Regions from separate parts of the Hordeum vulgare genome. Here region 1 is linked to region 2. A link is a contact called in public Hi-C data. All regions are on one chromosome and are shown on one strand. Each heading gives the region's core, a stretch centred on a gene start, on an enhancer-like site or on the middle of the called end of the contact. The rest is flanking DNA. Distances are from core to core; before and after follow the strand shown. Region 1 holds the start of LOC123403689 (ornithine carbamoyltransferase, chloroplastic). Region 2 holds the start of LOC123402342.

The links. A called contact is a pair of places that touch in the nucleus more often than the background predicts.
Region 1: a contact with region 2 is called in a Hi-C map of seedling, with 7 times the contacts expected there. The contact joins the promoter of LOC123403689 here to the promoter of LOC123402342 in region 2. A contact is called at or near these places in 5 of 6 Hi-C or Micro-C datasets (leaf and seedling) and 1 of 1 datasets of contacts at active chromatin or transcription factors (embryo).

What each region holds. Positions count from the first base shown.
Region 1 is chr6H:463,350,916-463,356,769 of MorexV3_pseudomolecules_assembly, forward strand. It overlaps LOC123403689 (ornithine carbamoyltransferase, chloroplastic), which reads left to right and starts at 1,855. Exons shown (of 5, transcript XM_045097601.1): 1 at 1,855-2,245; 2 at 3,075-3,409; 3 at 4,048-4,179; 4 at 4,263-4,535; 5 at 4,882-5,289. The coding sequence starts at 2,053. The coding sequence ends at 5,064.
Region 2 is chr6H:463,215,933-463,221,470 of MorexV3_pseudomolecules_assembly, forward strand. LOC123402342 reads right to left here and starts at 2,408. Exons shown (of 4, transcript XM_045096248.1): 1 at 2,114-2,408; 2 at 782-1,619. The coding sequence starts at 1,550.

The DNA of each region.
Region 1 (5,854 bases), core at 605-3,104, 130 kb after region 2:
AGCTCAGAAGGTCTGCGCCGGGGTATACATGGGCGTCACCACCAGCCAGCTCGACGAGCTCGCCGCCGAGACCGCCGCCACGCTCAGGGCCTCCCAGCCCGACTATGCCTCCGTACATTCCCTCTTTCGATTTGTTTCTCCCCTTCCGGTCTGTTCCGTTCCCCCCTCACGGCGCCCGTGTTCGTGTCTCCTGGCCTGACGTATGTGCGTGTGTGGTTCTTCTGCAGCTCGCGGCGAGGATTGTTGTGTCCAACCTGCCGCCAAGTGGAAATAGTGTGTGTGGTGCTCGTAAATAGAGAGCATTCTGGTAGAAAGGTACAGGAAAGAATAGGGAAACTTCTGTCATTTTCTTTGGTCTCTGAAAAATAAATGGTGATGTGGGCTGATAGCCTCATACATTACTAAATTACATGATACAAACTCACTTCTCTTTTTTGATTTTTTGTTTACTTCGTTGTGCTACAATGGCTCTCCTAGGAATGTTCTTGCATGCTTTGATGTGCACAATCCAGAAAGTGCATGCATCCACAAACCAAATAGGATTTTGTGTGTGTTATCTTCTTATAAATTTTGTGCTCGTCCAATAAGAATAAGGTTTGGTGGTATTATTTTTGTCTGTCATCCGGTGAATTTCAGATTTCAAGCTAGTTGTAGTTATTTCAGGTTGTATGTGCAAATCCTTGGTGTGACATGATTGGTAACTGACCATAAATACATTGCAGTCTGATGTCTAATTCTTGATTTATGTGGTACCATGGTCTAAAAATTGGTCCTAAAGATACATGGTGTTTTTGTACAAAATAGATACAGTTATTTTGGGACGGAGGGAGTATTAGATTATTTTATTTATTTTTAATTTGGTTCTAAAGATATAGTTTCAGAGTGATCATTTTGCAACAGCCAAGCTTGCCGTTGTTACAAATAATTGTTCTGTTGTCCTTAATTCACTTTCTCGGTTTTTTTACTGCCACAAGCATTATTGTTCCATTTTTTTAGTTACTGATCATGCCATTTTTCTATCTGCCTTTGTAGCTGAAAGATTAGTGAGACTGACTAAATTCTGAACATGTTCCATGTGAGAGAAATAGCATGTTGATTTCATCTTGAAATAATCATAGCTGGGGGTGAGGTTCGTAACTGAGGGTCATGTGGAGAGCTGGAGGAAGAAGTTGCGAGGCTTGGAACTCTTCTTGTGATGGACTCAGGGACAACAGTGAGGACAATGCCTCTTTAGTTGTAATTGTGATACTACTAATGTGCAAGTAAACACTCCTATGATACTCCTTATGCTAAAATGTTGGTTGTTAGTACAAAGGTGGTGACATTATTTGGTTCTCTGGTATTGATTTCATGATTTGTGGTTAATACATGGTATAATACAATCCACATTGCATTATATTTCCAGTTACTCAATACTAACATTCTTTTTAATTGGCTTCTTGCGCCATTGGCGCAACCGGGTCATCTAGTTACCTCTAATGTCGAGTGGGCTCCATGCAGGACAGTGTCCTATGAACGAGGCGACGGATGCTCGCGTGCGATCCTATCCTAAGTCAAGCGTTTTCACTAAAATATACGAGATCACATATAAAATGGACTAATTTTTCAGAACAAAATAATAAATACAAACCAATATGTGGTTGATATTTAAAAGGACAATGCTATTCCAAGCCCATCAATTTCAAGTCATAGACTTGACAGAGAGGTTCTCACATCCTTCTACGAAGGCTATGCTCACAAAGGCGAGCTGTGAGTGCGTAGGGATAATTGTACTGCATATGTATGAACGCGTGTCCGTATCGTGTTAAAAATACGTAATAATTCTTCTAAAAAATGCGAAAGGGCAAGTGTAACGAATTCTCTACATACGCCCCTCGCCGGATCCAGCTGGCCCGTCCATCCCGACCTTTCTCGAAGCCACGAGCCGCCGCACTCAGGCCGCCGCCCTAGCCGCCGCGCCGTCCACCTCCGCCGGATTCCAGTGGCAACCAGCCTCCGGTATCCCCTTTTTCCACCCTCCGTCGCCGACAGTCACTGAAGCATCTCCTTGCGATGGCTGCAGCGGCGATTTCCGGCGGCCACCTCGTCCTCTCCACCCCTACCTCCACCCGGCGCCCACAGTTGCTCCCCATCCATCCGCCTTCAGCGCGACCAATCGCCGCATCCTCCGCCTCCGCGGCCCGCCGCGGGGTCGCGGCCGCCGCAGTGTCCAGCCCTGCCGCGGTCCCCTCCACGGGGAAAGATGGTTAGGGTTTCTAAGCCTGCATTGAATTACTTTTGTTGATTATGGGACACATTAACTAGGGTCCTGGTGGGGTTATTGTATTTGTTCGAAATTGATTTTGACAAACAGGAAATGATCAGTTGTGACATGGTACCTGCCGTGAAACTTGAGTAGCTTCCAGGGCTCCCAATGTGGGCAGTTTCCAATCCTCTGCCAATGTCGATTCCTCAGGGACTAGTTAGCACAACCTCTGTCCGGAATCAACTGTCGCTGAAATGAGTGTATCCACACACTGAAACGTGTCAAGATACACCCATTTCAGCAACGGAGGGAGTAGTTGCTAGCAGCGCGCAAAGTTTGAAGTCTTAAATAGCTTTTGATATAAAATGAAGAGCCCCCTTATGATTGATCATCAGCTGTGTCAAAATTCTGGTGATCATTTTTATATGACACTGGATGAGAAATTATTTGTAATGAGAATCCACGCAGAGAGATCACACTATTCATATGGTGATCAAACAAGAAATGTACAGATTTTTCTGGTTGGACACTGCAAAACACAGACTGTGCTTTCCTTGTCCCCGTCATCACTGTTATGTTGTGCTCACCTACTTCGTTCCTCACCAGTGATCACCATTGAGCAATAGTTTTTCTTATGGTAAAGATGTTAGCTCTGAAATTCACTGGTTTGCTCATTAGCTTTTATCTTTTTTTTTTCCTTCCTGAAAGCATGTGAGTGACGGAAACTTAGTGTACATTTCAAAAGTTTTGTGCATCAGAGTAAACTTTTATTACTGAAGATGTAACAAAATTTTGCTAACTTTATTGACAACACTACATTTTCTTGCAGGCAAACAGGTTCCTAAGGATTTCCTCCATATCAATGATTTTGACAAAGATACAATCATGAAGATTCTTAACCGAGCAATTGAGGTTAAGGCAATGATAAAATCAGGAGACAGGAGCTTCCAACCGTTCAAAGGAAAGTCGATGGCAATGGTCTTTGCCAAGCCGTCAATGAGGACCCGTGTTTCATTTGAAACAGGATTCTTCTTGCTTGGTGGGCATGCCGTCTATTTAGGTCCTGATGATATCCAGATGGGCAAGCGTGAGGAGACCCGTGATGTTGCTCGTGTACTTTCTGGATATAATGACATCATTATGGCCAGGGTTTTTGCTCATCAGGTATGATCATTAGTTCTATGATTATGATTTGTAAAATTTCTATTGAGGTATGCCAGATTCTAAATAAAATTCCTGCATATTAAATCTTCCTGTTCCACAACGTGTAACGATTGCAATCTAGACATAACTATAACTTCTTATTTCTTTGGTGCTTAAGCAAAGTTAGATATCTACTCTGAAGCCATGAGCGGACAATAGAAGAAATATATATTTCGCAGGCTGAAACCTTTTAATATGAAGCATCAACCACGATAGAGTGTAGTTATAACTGAAAATGTAAGTTCTTTTCATTCTAGTTTGTGTAACCGCCAACCTGAAAATATTTGGATGGGTGGATTTGATGATCAAACAATATTGGCGTGGTAGTTTTTTCTGTTGTGCTTCTTCATTTATTTTTTACATGTCGTAATAAATTTAACATCTACACTAGTGTAACAAACACTCTTATATTATGGGACGGAGGGAGTAATAATTGATATTTGGATTGGCACTGAACTCACTTGCATACAATCCTGCTTTGTTGGCTTGCTTGTTATTGAGATACTTAATCTTAAGTTATTTGTATTCTGCTTTCATGCAATTGACCTTAAGAGTTAAGAATCACATTGTCTTTCTAACATCTCATATGATTTTTGCAGGATATTTTGGACTTGGCAAAATATGCACCTGTACCTGTCATAAATGGCCTCACAGACTACAATCATCCGTGTCAGATAATGGCTGATGCGCTCACTATGATTGAACACATCGGCCGTATTGAAAATACCAAGGTAGATCACCTTTAAAATGACAGCATATGGTGGTTTTGTTCTGCGGGGACCAATTTTCTCTCTTTCCCTAATTATGTATGTAGGTTGTCTATGTTGGAGATGGCAACAACATTGTGCACTCATGGCTTCTATTGGCTGCTGTGATTCCCTTCCACTTTGTATGCGCCTGTCCTAAGGGCTTTGAGCCAGATGCCAAAACTGTGGAGATCGCTAGGAGTGCTGGAAGTAAGATTGAAATAACAAATGATCCCAAGGAAGCAGTTAAGGGAGCAGATGTTGTGTATACAGATGTTTGGGCCAGCATGGGCCAAAAGGAGGAAGCTGAATATAGGAAACAAGTATTCCAAGGATTCATGGTCAGTCTACCTCTTGTTTTATGGTTTACACAAATGTTGTTCTGTGGACATGTCATTTCTACTGGATTGTTGATACCTTCTTGTTTTGCTGGCTAGATTCTAGCTACATCTTCAAAATGTTCATATTCTGCTAGAAACCAACAAACTTGTTTCTTTTATGTTTGATATTTAGAGTTTAACGAATTATACTAGAAGGTTGATGAAGCTTTGATATTCTGCTAGAAACCAACAAGCTTGTTTTACTGGCTTTCACGTTTCTTTTATGTCATTCAATCATTCGCAGTCAGTAGACTCGGCGCATGGGTTGGCCCTCAGCTCACACTTTTGTGATTCTTGGTTCCTGCAGGTTGATGAAGCCCTGATGGAGATGGCTGGTCCAAAAGCCTTCCTGATGCACTGTTTGCCTGCGGAGAGAGGGGTGGAGGTAACAGACGGTGCCATCGAGGCTCCCAACTCGATCGTATTCCCCCAGGCAGAGAACAGAATGCACGCGCAAAACGCAATCATGCTTCACGTGCTCGGAGCTTGATTACCCTCTGTTGTATGCTAGACTGCTTAGTGTCGCATCGTTATTGAAGTTGAACATTATTACTGGATACTAGGTTCCTTCGGCATACTGTAAGCCTTGGAGTGTTTCCGTGAAGGCGTGAGGGTAGAGATTTTGGAACATGTCAGATTACTCTGGGGTACTGTGTCAGGTCTGGTCATCCTGAATAAATATGATACATGCATTTCCATGTTTTCCAACTCTTAACTCCTGTTGGGATCTCCACCTCATCTTTCTAGCTGCTTGTTCTCTTAGATTCATCCTCTCCAATCACCTTGTTTGCACATGCAATTGAATCAGAGTTATAATCTGCCCGTTTAAAAAGGGTTGTAATCTGCTGCACAACTCCAGCAACTCAAGTTGCAGCTTGCTGAGCAGAAAAACATCGTTCATTCACCTGCCATTTGTTAGACAATATTGCATAAGCCCCACCCACAGTTATCTGTGGTTCAAATTGGCTCTATCAACTACTCCCTCTGTTCTAAAATAAGTCCCGTTGATCTAGTACAAACATTATACTAATTTAGTATTAAATCTATGATACTTATTTTGGGACGGAGGGAGTATATCAAACACACATGTTATCTGGTACTCCCTCCGTCTCAAAAATAACAACTTTATACTAGGGAGTACAAGACACACATGTTCAGCTCAGCTCCTACGGTAAGTAAAGAGCATTCTATTTCCCGCTTCCATTTTCTTGCGCTAGTAGAGCCAGCATTCTATTTCCCGCTTCCATTTTCTTGCGCTAATAGAGCCCAAAGAGATTCAT
Region 2 (5,538 bases), core at 1,158-3,657:
TCACTGGAGAAGTAGGTTCAATAATACTCTGTCCGTTCCTAAATATAAGTCTTTTTAGAGATTCTACTACGGACTACATAAGGAGCAAAATGAGTGAATCTACATTCTAAAGTATGTCTATATACATCCTTATGTAGTCCGTATCAAAATCTCTAGAAAGACTTATATTTAGGAATGGAGGGAGTATATCATAGTAAACTGCAGTGGCAAGCTGCATAGGAAACATGACTTGCGAGCTTTTGGAATATAGAGAACTAAACAGAGAGTATTCTATCCTATGTAGTTCCTTTTTTTTGGCTAATTTGTTTCACTATATTTCCAACTAATAACAGATATAAATTGCTGCTACAGGCAACCAAGAACAATCAACCACAGATTGTTTAAAGCAAGATGCTAAGCATATACACAAACTAATTGCTATCTTCAACGAACGATATCTAAATAAGCGTTTAGATGCCAGTTTTCACTGAAGAATCATTGCTGCGGGCAAACAGGAACAACCGACAAGAGAGATCAGTTCAAAGAAAGATGCAAAGCATATACACAAACTAATTGCTATCTTCAACGAACGATATCTAAATAAGCGTTTAGATGCCAGTTTTCACTGAAGAATCATTGCTGCGGGCAAACAGGAACAACCGACAAGAGAGATCAGTTCAAAGAAAGATGCAAAGCATATACACAAACTAATTGCTATCTTCAATCTAACATATCTAAACAAGAGTCTATTCTGCTAAAAACAAATGAGCAAAGCATAGTGTTAGCATGAACTGAGTGGTACCTTCGAATGCATCATAAAATTCTGCACCAGGTGTGCCAGCAGACGTCCCATAAGGAGAACTGGGCTTCCACCACCCCTGCCCACCAGCATCCTCAGCCTCGGAGTTACTAGTCACACTCTGTGAATCCTGAGGCTCAAAGAAGGCATCATTTTCGCCATTTCTTGGCATTCCATTGTTGACAAACCTTCCAACATTGACAGGCCTCACCAACGCATCTGGACTTTCATGCCGAAACTCGAACTCGGGCTGATCCTGCTCATCTTGGCCGAAAAGGGTCACCTTGCCTTTCTGTACCCCTTCATTCTGCCCACCAAAGGTCTCCTCAACACCATTGTTACCTCCAACCACACCATTACTCTCTTGTGAGAGCCTAAACTCAGACTCCTGCACTTGAAAGGCTTCAGCCCTTTTCGGCAATGCAGGTAGCCCCTCGGGAAACTTCGGCAGGCTACCCTCACTTCCGACATCGCCCTGAGAAGGAGTCTTGATCAGGCCAGGCCCCCGACGTTTATGGTTGATGAGATACGGCGACCAGGTTCCAGGGAACGACGACGGCGAGTCTGGCAGTGGCGTGCTCTCAGGTGTGGAGTAGAGCGCTGGCAAGGTGTTGGTCCTGGCAGGAGCCACCGGCACAGGTACGGGCTTCTCGGAGGACTTCTCAGGGGGTAGCGGCGCCGCTGGAGGCGGCTTGGGAACAAGCTTCCGGAGGTTGGGAAGGGAGCCGGTCTCCAGGAAGGGGTCCAAGACGTAGTGCGTGATGGTCGGCATGGGGACGTGGCTGCCGGAATCAGAAGGTGTGGTCACCGTAGATTCTGCCTTGCTCGCGTCAACGAGGTCCTGAATCACAATAGACAAAACCAGAGCAGGTTAGAATGGATCAAACCCTCTTCCCTTCCGTCTTGGGGAGAAGAGAATCAAGAGATAGGGCGCCAATATTAGGAGATTCCGATCCAAAATAATCGGAAACATCTGCAACGAAACACGTAGACATCCTACCCCCTAACCTTCGGAAAAAATACGCAGCCTAATAAGAAACCAACGAGACGAGCCGCTCAAATCATCACCCAGAAACGGGAATAAAGGAGAAATCCACAATACTCCTCGCCCAAATTTATAAAAAAATTCGCCGAGACAAACATGCCTCGAATCGAACAATCCCGCCGCGGAAATTTGACCCCTAACCCGACGAAATCTACCACGCAACCCGCCTAGCAGAACCCCAGATTCACCCACGCTTCCAAGGCCGGGAAGCAGCGCCGCAACCGCTCGAAAGACAACGAATCCCCAAACCAAACCCGGGCGGCGTAGAAGATTCGTCGGGAGATAGTCACCTGCGACCGGCCGGGGAGGGAGGTGGGGAAGCGCGCGGCGCCTCTCGCTTGGTCGGAGGAAACCCTAGCCCGCGCCCGCGGCAGCTCCTCGTCGTCGTCCTCGTCCGCCGCCGCCGCCGCCGCCGCTCGCCTTTCGAAAGTTACGAGGGGAGGGGGGAAATAAGCGGCGCGAGACGGACCAGCCAGGCGGCAACCCCAGGGGAAAATATGCTAAAATACACGGGCTCGAGAGGGACAGGGAAAAGGGGAGGGGAGAGGAGAGAAAGAGCGCCGCTGATTTTCGGTATTTATTTCGCCCCCTTTCTTCTACTGCTGCCTGGAGAACACGAAAGAGAACAGGGAGGCTGCCGGCTCCGTCGGATCGCGCGGGCCCATGGCGTCAGCGGCGGCGGGGGGTAGGAGGTCGGGTGCGTCGGGGCTCCTCTATTCTTGGAAGGGAAGAAAGGGAGGGCTGGGATCGTGACTGGGTGGTGCCTGGTGCGGGGCGCCAGGGAGGAACGCACGGTCGGGGGTGGATCTCCTCGGCTCGGTTGCGTCCGGGTGGGTAACGACCGGGCGCAGGAGGGGCTGCTGTTGGCTCCTGCACCGCACCGAATCGCGTGGGCGAGGTCAGTTGACCACGTGATAGAACGCAGCTGGCCTGACCGCTGGCCCCCGCGTGCCCGTGTGGGACTGTGGACGGGTGGACGGGTGCGTTATCTTTTCTTTCCTCTGCCTCGTGGGGAACAGAATATGTTTGTGTCTTTGTCAGCAAGTCTCGGGCCTTCGCAGGGTTTCCTCCCGCGTGCCACCGACGCGGCTTGTCTGTCTTTTCGCTCGCGGATGATCATGTATTCTTGTTCAGCAAGTTCGGAGGAGGGGGGTTTACTTTGTAGAGCAATATCTGACTTCCAACAAAAGAGGAGAGTGTTACATTAAGCCCGGGAATAGTTTGTAATCCAAACCAAATCCAGTCCACCTATCAAATCAAACCAATCCAAACTATAAGTGCTATAATCCAGACCAAACCAAGTTGTTTGTGTTTTCGAGCCAAACTAGTCCGATATATTCATTATAAATGATTTGAGCGTGTGGTTTCAAACTATGAAAACGTGCACACAGACTATGGACGAACTAGGCGGTTGTCCCTGTCCCGACCACCAGGGCAGCAGCACCAAAAGAAGTCAAAGTAGCCGATGCAAGCTAGGTGTCCATGAGGCGGTGCCTCCACAATAGCAGAAGAAGTAGCCGAGGTGGGAAAAGATCGTGCTCGAGCCCCACACGTCTCTTCATACTCTGGTCACAGTATGGCACTCGTGGCAGCGTGCAGGAGCAACTATAGGAAGAGGTTGTGGGTCTCTAGTGGATGATTGGGTAGGACAGATGCTCACACTCGACTGCAACTCCTTCATGGATGGGTTCATTGATAACCTCGTGGACATGCTCTTCTGTCATCCATGGATTGAAACCATTTGAGACCAGTCAGTCTCTGTCCAGACCAATAATAGGTAAACACCACACCAACCTAAATTGATTAAGGGGATTAGCCTATTTCATCCAATCCAAAAGCATTCCAATAGGAAAACTAACCGAAACTATACTTTCAGTCCAAACTGTTAGCACGTTTAATTACACATACGAGCAATCTCGCTTTTTATGAAAAAGAAAAGGTTGAGCTTTATTCATTGAAAATAATCATTACGTCGTTTATGAGGATTGGTACAACTAGGAAACATGCACGTGCATTACAACAGGAGAAAACAATACACTATGAGATGTGGTAAGTGAAAAAAAATCTTTTGAGAATTTCTCGAGCGTGAATGTTGGCATACGTGTTGGAAATATGCCCTATAGGCAATAATAAATTGTTTATTATTATATTTCCTTGTTTATGATAATCGTTTATTATCCATGCTAGAATTGTATTGATTGGAAACTCAAATACATGTGTGTATACATAGACAACACACTGTCCCTAGTGAGCCTCTAGTTGACTAGCTCGTTGATCAAAGATGGTCAAGGTTTCCTGGCCATAGGCAAGTGTTGTCACTTGGTAACGGGATCACATCATTAGAAGAATAATGTGACGGACAAGACCCAAACTATAAACGTAGCATATGATCGTGTCAGTTTATTGCTACTATTTTTCTGCATGTTAATGTATCTGTTCCTATGACCATGAGATCATGCAACTCCCAGACACCGGAGGAATACCTTGTGTGTATCAAACGTCGCAACGTTACTGGGTGACTATAAAGGTGCTCTACAGGTATCTCCAAAGGTGTCTGTTGGGTTGGCATGGATCAAGACTGGGATTTGTCACTCCGTGTGACGGAGAGGTATCTCGGGGGCCACTCGGTAATACAACATCACAACAAGCCTTGCAAGTAATGTGACTAAGGAGTTAGTTACGGGGTCTTGTATTACGGAATGAGTAAAGATACTTGCCGGTAACGAGATTGAACTCGGTATGGAGATACCGACGGTCGAATCTCGGGCAAGTAACATACCGAAGGACAAAGGGAACATCATACGTGATTAACTAAATCCTTGACATGGAGGTTCAACCGATAGAGATCTTCGTAGAATATATAGGAGCCAATATGGACATCCAGGTCCTGCTATTGTTTATTGACCGGAGAATGTCTCAGGTCATGTGTAACGACTAAGATGCGGCCCTTTCCTATTTTGGGGGCGAGGCCTCGAAAAGGGAAAGGGACGCATCTAAACATTTCGCAAGCGAGATAATCATAACATTACATAACTGAGAGAGTGACAAGTAGGGCATACACTTGCCATCTGATGAGAGTATAGCATTAAGCTTACAGACACACATTATTCAGAGCATAGTTTAGTCCCGCTATGGACAACATGAAACAAGTAAAACTATGGCATCCCGCATGATGGCCCCACGATCACGACCACGGCCTCAGTCCTCCGGATAGTTCACGTACAAACGGCGAGAGTCCTCATCGAACTCCCACTTCAACTGGTTGTCATCAGGATCTCCTGCGTCGGGCGCACCTGTACCTGTTGGTGTTTGTAGTAATCTGTGAGCCACGGGGAGTCAGCAATCGAATGACCTAGTATCGAATCTAGCCAAGTTATTAGGTGAGGAAGGTTAAGTGTATGGGTTTGCAGCAACCTAAGCATATATGGTGGCTACCTTACGATGATCAGAGTAATCATATGGTGGTCTATGAGAGCGACCAAAGACTAGTTTGATCACTAAGTGATCCTGAACACCTACTTACGTCAAACATAACCCCACCGTGTTCTCGGTCGGAGAACGATTCCCGAAGGAGGCAGTCACGGTTACACACACTGTTGGCAGTTTTAATAGAGTTACTTCAAGTTATCTAGAACCGGATGTTAACAAAACACCCCGCCACATAACCGCGGGCACGGCTTTCCGAAAGATTAAACCCTGCATGGGTGCTCCAACT